Regions from separate parts of the Mus musculus genome. Here region 1 is linked to region 2. Evidence: chromatin contacts called from public promoter capture Hi-C data. All regions are on one chromosome and are shown on one strand. Each heading gives the region's core, a stretch centred on a gene start, on an enhancer-like site or on the middle of the called end of the contact. The rest is flanking DNA. Distances are from core to core; before and after follow the strand shown.

The links. Promoter capture Hi-C pulls out the DNA fragments that hold promoters and counts their contacts.
Region 1: a contact with region 2 is called in a promoter capture Hi-C map of hippocampal neurons, with 2.0 times the contacts expected there. The contact joins the enhancer-like site here to the promoter of Pcsk2os1 in region 2. A contact is called at or near these places in 2 of 39 promoter capture datasets (the HPC-7 cell line and hippocampal neurons), 2 of 484 Hi-C or Micro-C datasets (cerebral cortex and forebrain), 1 of 115 datasets of contacts at active chromatin or transcription factors (embryonic stem cells) and 2 of 9 other capture datasets (liver and pancreatic islet).

What each region holds. Positions count from the first base shown.
Region 1 is chr2:143,622,708-143,625,721 of GRCm38.p6, reverse strand. All of the region lies in intron 2 of Pcsk2 (proprotein convertase subtilisin/kexin type 2), which reads right to left. Among named protein-coding and RNA genes, the nearest start is that of Pcsk2os1, 76 kb to the right of the region's middle. Within about 2 kb of position 1,686, at least 15 of the 459 cell types and tissues checked have an H3K27ac peak or open chromatin away from gene starts, as enhancers often do. A contact at or near this core is called in hippocampal neurons, where this site is marked.
Region 2 is chr2:143,546,290-143,549,124 of GRCm38.p6, reverse strand. Pcsk2os1 (proprotein convertase subtilisin/kexin type 2, opposite strand 1) reads left to right here and starts at 1,288. Exons shown (of 3, transcript NR_040354.1): 1 at 1,288-2,720. Pcsk2 (proprotein convertase subtilisin/kexin type 2) reads right to left here. Exons shown (of 12, transcript NM_008792.4): 1 at 2,461-2,835. The coding sequence starts at 2,634.

The sequences.
Region 1 (3,014 bases), core at 437-2,936, 76 kb before region 2:
CCACCCCATAATCAGCATCCAAACGCTGACACCATTGCATACACTAGCAAGATTTTATTGAAAGGACCCAGATGTAGCTGTCTCTTGTGAGACTATGCCGGGGCCTAGCAAACACAGAAGTGGATGCTCACAGTCAGCTAATGGATGGATCATAGGGCTCCCAATGGAGGAGCTAGAGAAAGTAGCCAAGGAGCTAAAGGGATCTGCAACCCTATAGGTGGAACAACATTATGAACTAACCAGTACCCCGGAGCTCTTGACTCTAGCTGCATATATATCAAAAGATGGCCTAGTCGGCCATCACTGGAAAGAGAGGCCCATTGGACTTGCAAACTTTATATGCCCCAGTACAGGGGAACACCAGGGCCAAAAAGGGGGAGTGGGTGGGCAGGGGATTGGGGGTGGGTGGATATGGGGGACTTTTGGTATAGCATTGGAAATGTAAATGAGCTAAATACCTAATAAAAAATGGAAAAAAAAAAAGAAATTTGAAGTCTTTAGTTCCTGTTCCCCAATTCCTAACAATTCCAAATTTCCTGTTTTTCCTTTGTTCTCTAGGTCATGGCCTGCGTGCTGAGAGCCTTGCTTTTTACAATTGATTTCTAAAGACATGTTCACAACACACTCTTTACACTAGCGGAGGCCTTGTCCAAAGTGCTACTAATGATGCCTTTGTTAAGTTTCTGGAATCCTTTACTTACTTCACTGGGTCACTTTCCAAAGTGGCATTGATGAAGGCTGTTCAAGGACCTCGTGTCTCTCCGAAACAGAGCTCCACTATAGATACAATCTAGGGAGTATGTGGCATTCTAAGAGGCTCCTGGGAGGCCTCCTTCTGAGGTGACTTATTCCTTTCTGAGACTAATTCTGGTAGACAACCAGAATTAACTTGTATTTAGGTAAATTTAGTGTTTGTTGTATTATTGTGAATTTTGTTTAAAAACCCTCATATTAGTTATTAACTGACATAGTATAAAGGTGAAAAAAATGAGAAATGAGAAATGATGAAAATGATCTGAAACAAATGAAACACAAAGCCTGACTTTCTCCTAACACCTGGTGCATGGGGTGTCCACTGTTGAAACCTCGGCTTCTGGATGTTTGTGGAAATGACTAATGGGACAGAGAAGGGGAACCCTGCTTCTTACCCGGAAAAGGGCTCTGTGCCTTACTTAAACTCATGTTTCCTCCGCACCCTGCAGATACCAGGAACCTCCACAGAGAGTGGGCATGCCCTTACTCAGCTGGCCAGGCCCTGGGGAGAGTCATCTTAATCTTGTCAATATCACCTAGAAGCAGGTGCACACTGCTGCACAGACACTGGACTGTGCCAGGCACAGAAGGCTATGCTGGGGTGATGGGGTTGTGGAGGCCTAATTGAGGGCAAGTGTAGGTGACAGACCACAAGGACCCTGGATGGGCTACTCCAGGAGGAAGGGAGTAGGCATCCCTCAGTTGCCTGAGTGTTTTCCCTGGCTCCTGTACAGGCAAAATCAAACCAGACTCAAAGCATAACGAGTCAGTTCTCACCCCCATTCTTCTCTCTTTGAGCCTGAAGTATGCCGGAGTCATTCTCCCTGAATTGCCTGTGAGGGGAAAATAGAGGCAGCCTAGACACTGAGAAGACCAGGCTGTTGTTCCAAAGAGTCAGAGAGCTGATGCTGTACACGAAAATAGACTTAGAGCTAAGAACAGGAGGAGGAGGAGGAGTGAATGCTTGTCTCATCTCCAGTGAGATCTGTGAGCAGGCATGAGCATTCCCCAGAGAAGATGCTGGGATGTGAGTGGGGACTGAAGAAAGAACATAGAATTATGAAGCTTAAAACTGCCACTCCAGAAGAATGCTAAATTATGAGGAAAATTGGATTAGTGAAGGAGAGGTAGTTTTGAGAAATCCTTCCAGAATGTCCTTACATACATAAAAGCAAGTTATGAATGCTGTAGAAGGAAAGAAAGTGAGGAGAGTGCTTACTGATATGTAGCACCATAGTAACTCTTCCTGTGTCTGGCAATTGGATGCAATTCCAACCAGCAGCCACAAGGGATGGAGTTTTGAAACAGGATAACTTTGCTCCAGAGCTCTCCTGAGAGAGTAAATGAACAAGGACAGGTAATCAGGTGGTTGTTACCATACAGCCGAAATTTCACAGAGAGACTAGAACACAAAAAGGTCTAATGCAATAGGACATCAACTCTAGAAACCAGCCTTCATGTTGGGAAAGGGGCTGGATGTTTAGCAAGTGGACCAAAACAAATCCTGATGGATTAAAATGATCATGGGTTAAAATATAATTTGAGATAATTAATAAAATATCTGACCTTAAGGTGAAGAGGTAAAAAAATTATAGAAAACATGGCAGAGATTATGCAAAAAGGAAATCAGGCATTGTAAATTAGCTAAGGCATTATTAATGCTGTCTTAAACAGTATAGACTGTCTGTAGGATGTGTATTAGACACGAAGACAATCCATATCAAACACAATATTTTAGACAGGAGAACAAGTAAGATAAGGACAGGCAATTAGCAAGCAGAAGTTCAAATGTGCAAACCAACAGAGAGAAACATCTATCACCAACTCTCCTCCCGAGGAGAAGGGCGGATGATTGGCTGCAGCTATCTGCTACCAGGGAGCTGTCCACAGGGCATTAAGAAGATATGTGCTAGCATCAGAAGCTTTGAAAGCACAGTTCATCTTCAGCATAGGGTCTGATTAAAGAAAAATTATTTTAAATCACTTTCTAGCCAGTCTAAGAATAAATGACAGTTAAAAGCCTTAAGTTTGAGGAGAGGGGGGCTGGAGAGATGACACTGTGGGAAAGTTTGCTGTGTAAGCACAAAGACGCAAGTTTTGATATCTATACTCAGATAGGCCTGGCAAGGCCACATGTGCCTGTAACCTCATCTTTTAAGTGTGCAGGAAGTTTGCTCAGGCTTGCTGACTGCCAAGGTAGCCAAGGAAACAAATTAAAACAGAAAATGATGAACTTTAGATTCTACCAGAGAACATATCTC
Region 2 (2,835 bases), core at 39-2,538:
TTCTTCAGGCACAAGTACCTTGTCATACATGGGTTAGCCTTTGAATACGTATCAGGGCAAAAGACTAGGATTTGGTTAGGAGGTACTATCTGAGAGGACAAGGAGAGGAAAAAGGAGACACCAAATCGAAAGCCTGTTCTTCATAGCTGAGGATTGCAGCTTGATATTGCAATACAAAATCAGTCAGTGACCTCCTCTCCAAGAAAGAATGGAATGAGGAGAAATAGTTAACCCCAAAGTATATGTGTCTTTCTGTTCAAAGTCGAACCAAATTGCTGATAAACCATAAGATTACCTTTATATTTCCTGGCTTCAATCTCACCATCACAACCGTTAAGCACTCACTGAGTTATTCATTCCCATTAGGAAAAAAAAATATATTGAAAAATTGACAGGGTTAGCCATTATCAGGCTCAGTTACACCTACCTTTCATTAGGTTTTTAGCATCAGATCTCAAGAATGTGTTTTCCAGGGGGAAAGAAAAAGGAGATGGAAAACCATTGCAGCAGATGGGTTTCCTTCCTTGTCAGAAAGGGCTGACACAGAAGGTACCCACAGGTAGGGTTACACAGGTATAGAAGAATTAAAGATCTTGCTGCCTCTTCCCTTCGTAGGGTAGCCCAGCCATAAAGCCCTGTCAACACCTAGCAAGGGTTTTCTAATAACAGAAGCATTCTTGCAGCTGTTGATATTAAATACGAATGCATCTAAGCAGGCTGGAAAGAGAACTCATGGGTTAAGGGTGCATACAGGTGCTCACACGGAGCAGTTCACAACCTTCGGTAATCCCAGTTCCAACCTACACCCCCCCCACCACCCCCCCACACGATGAGATAAATCTTTTTTTTTTCAAAAGGGAAAGTATGCAAGATCTCACAGTCAGATATCAGCTAACTATAATCACTCATTGCCAATGCCGCTAGGACGCTGGATTTTGCCAATGGGGGGAGGAGGGCGGAGCGGGGTTAGGTGGGGTATCAGCTTGTTTCAGGGTTGAATGTCGTTTGAAAGAAGTCTCCGTGGGCCAGGAGGCCAGGAGACTGTTCTATCAACAGGAACCTGGTTTCCCCTGCTCCACCCACACTTCTCTTCTCGGGAGCAACTAGTTCTAGGTGTGTGAGACCCGCCCGCGCGCCACCCGCAGACCTGCGCTTCTTCCAGGACCTCTGTGAAACTCGCTGCCAAACACAGCTGAGGTAGAATACGCGCCCGCCGCGCCGCTGGTGAGTGTAGGCGGGAGAGCCCTGCGCTCCTGAAGGAGTCATCCTAGTAGCTGGGAACTCGGCAAGAGACATAGGAAGTTCTGACAGAGGAGACCAGCCTGTGTTGCCCTTCTAGGGAGGGAACCCAATGCTCTCTCAAGCCTCTTTTCTTGTGGGATCAGGAGGGAGGGGACAGCCCACGGGTACCAAGCTGCATCCTTTGACCTTCCATTCCCCTCAGACTGGCTTCTCCTTGCATCCTCACTCTCCCCTAGCGGTGCCAGGTCCCCTAAGGACACTCCAGATCTGGGATACAGATATTTCGCAGGAAGAGCAGGTCAGGCATGCTCCCCGCCAAATGAATTATTCTCCTCTGTTCCCCGCAGGACGAGTACCCTAACTTATCCAGAGGTTGCCAGAGGCACCCAAAGCTCGAAATCTTATCCAAACAGTTCAACTTGGACAACTTCTTGGAATGGGGATCCCCGTGCTCTCTGGGGAAAACCGCGCTGGCTGCCCACACATCAGGAGAGGACACCTCGACTTTTCCGGGGGGAATCCCCCTCAGAATCCATCTCTCTTGGCAGCGAGGTGTCCTAAAGAAGCAAATTAAGAACTCTCCAAACAGGAGTGCGCTTCTGGAGTGGGAGGTCGTGGGCAGGAGCCAAAGCGCACAAGTTCAGCACTCGTTTTGGACAGAGAACTCCGTCCTTGTTTCCAAGTCAGAAAGCTCTTGTCCACTGGGGAAAAAAGCAGGGACTGAAAGTCGCTGGGAGGGAAGTCCTTAGGCGTGGGTCGGAAAACTGAGGTGAACTGCAACGCTCGATCTTTGAGCCATGTCGGTGGGAAACTATTCTTTCTCCGGGGCGTGGGGGGCTGGGAGACTTCCCTGGCAAAGCAGTCGACGTAAGCCCAGCTGCTCTGGACTCTATCCCTCTGTCCCTAGGCAGCCTGGAGAACTTGGTACCTCGGACAGCAGCCGGGGCGCACAGCATCCTTTGTAAGGTGCGGTCTTATTTTGCCCCCACCAAGTCAAACACCAACAAATTATTTCTCTGACCTTTCTAATACAGATGAAGGACATTTTAATTACATAACCCATGAAAGATCACCGGAGGCAATGTCGTGTTTGAGAACCGATGGCAGAATAGCTGCATAGCATAAAAAGACAGAAAACTTGCAAATCTGCAACGAGATTGCGCAAGGCTGTCCCTCCTCTGGAAACAACATGTGAAATGTATGGAAAAAAAATCTTACCTTTCGGACTCCAAAGCCGTGTTCTGCTGCAACTTGGCGAGCCTCTTCCTCTCCGTCTTTATGCAACTCCACAAGAAAATGATTCGTGAAGACGGGTCTCTCGGCAGACGCAAAAACCATCACACAGAAGAGGAACCCGGCCGCCTTCCACTGGGATCCACAACCGCCCTCCATCCTTCTTTGGGAGTGAAAAGTGGGGCTGTGAGGCGCGCAGGGTGGTGGAGCAGGGGACGAAGAGGGAAGATGCAAATAAAAAATAGGTATGTAGTTTTTGTTTCTGTTTTTCTTTTTTTTTTTTTTTAAAAAAAAAAATCTTTGTATAGCAAAAGAGGCAGAAAAGAAGCTTGGCAAACAGCAAATCTGTACGCTGTCCAC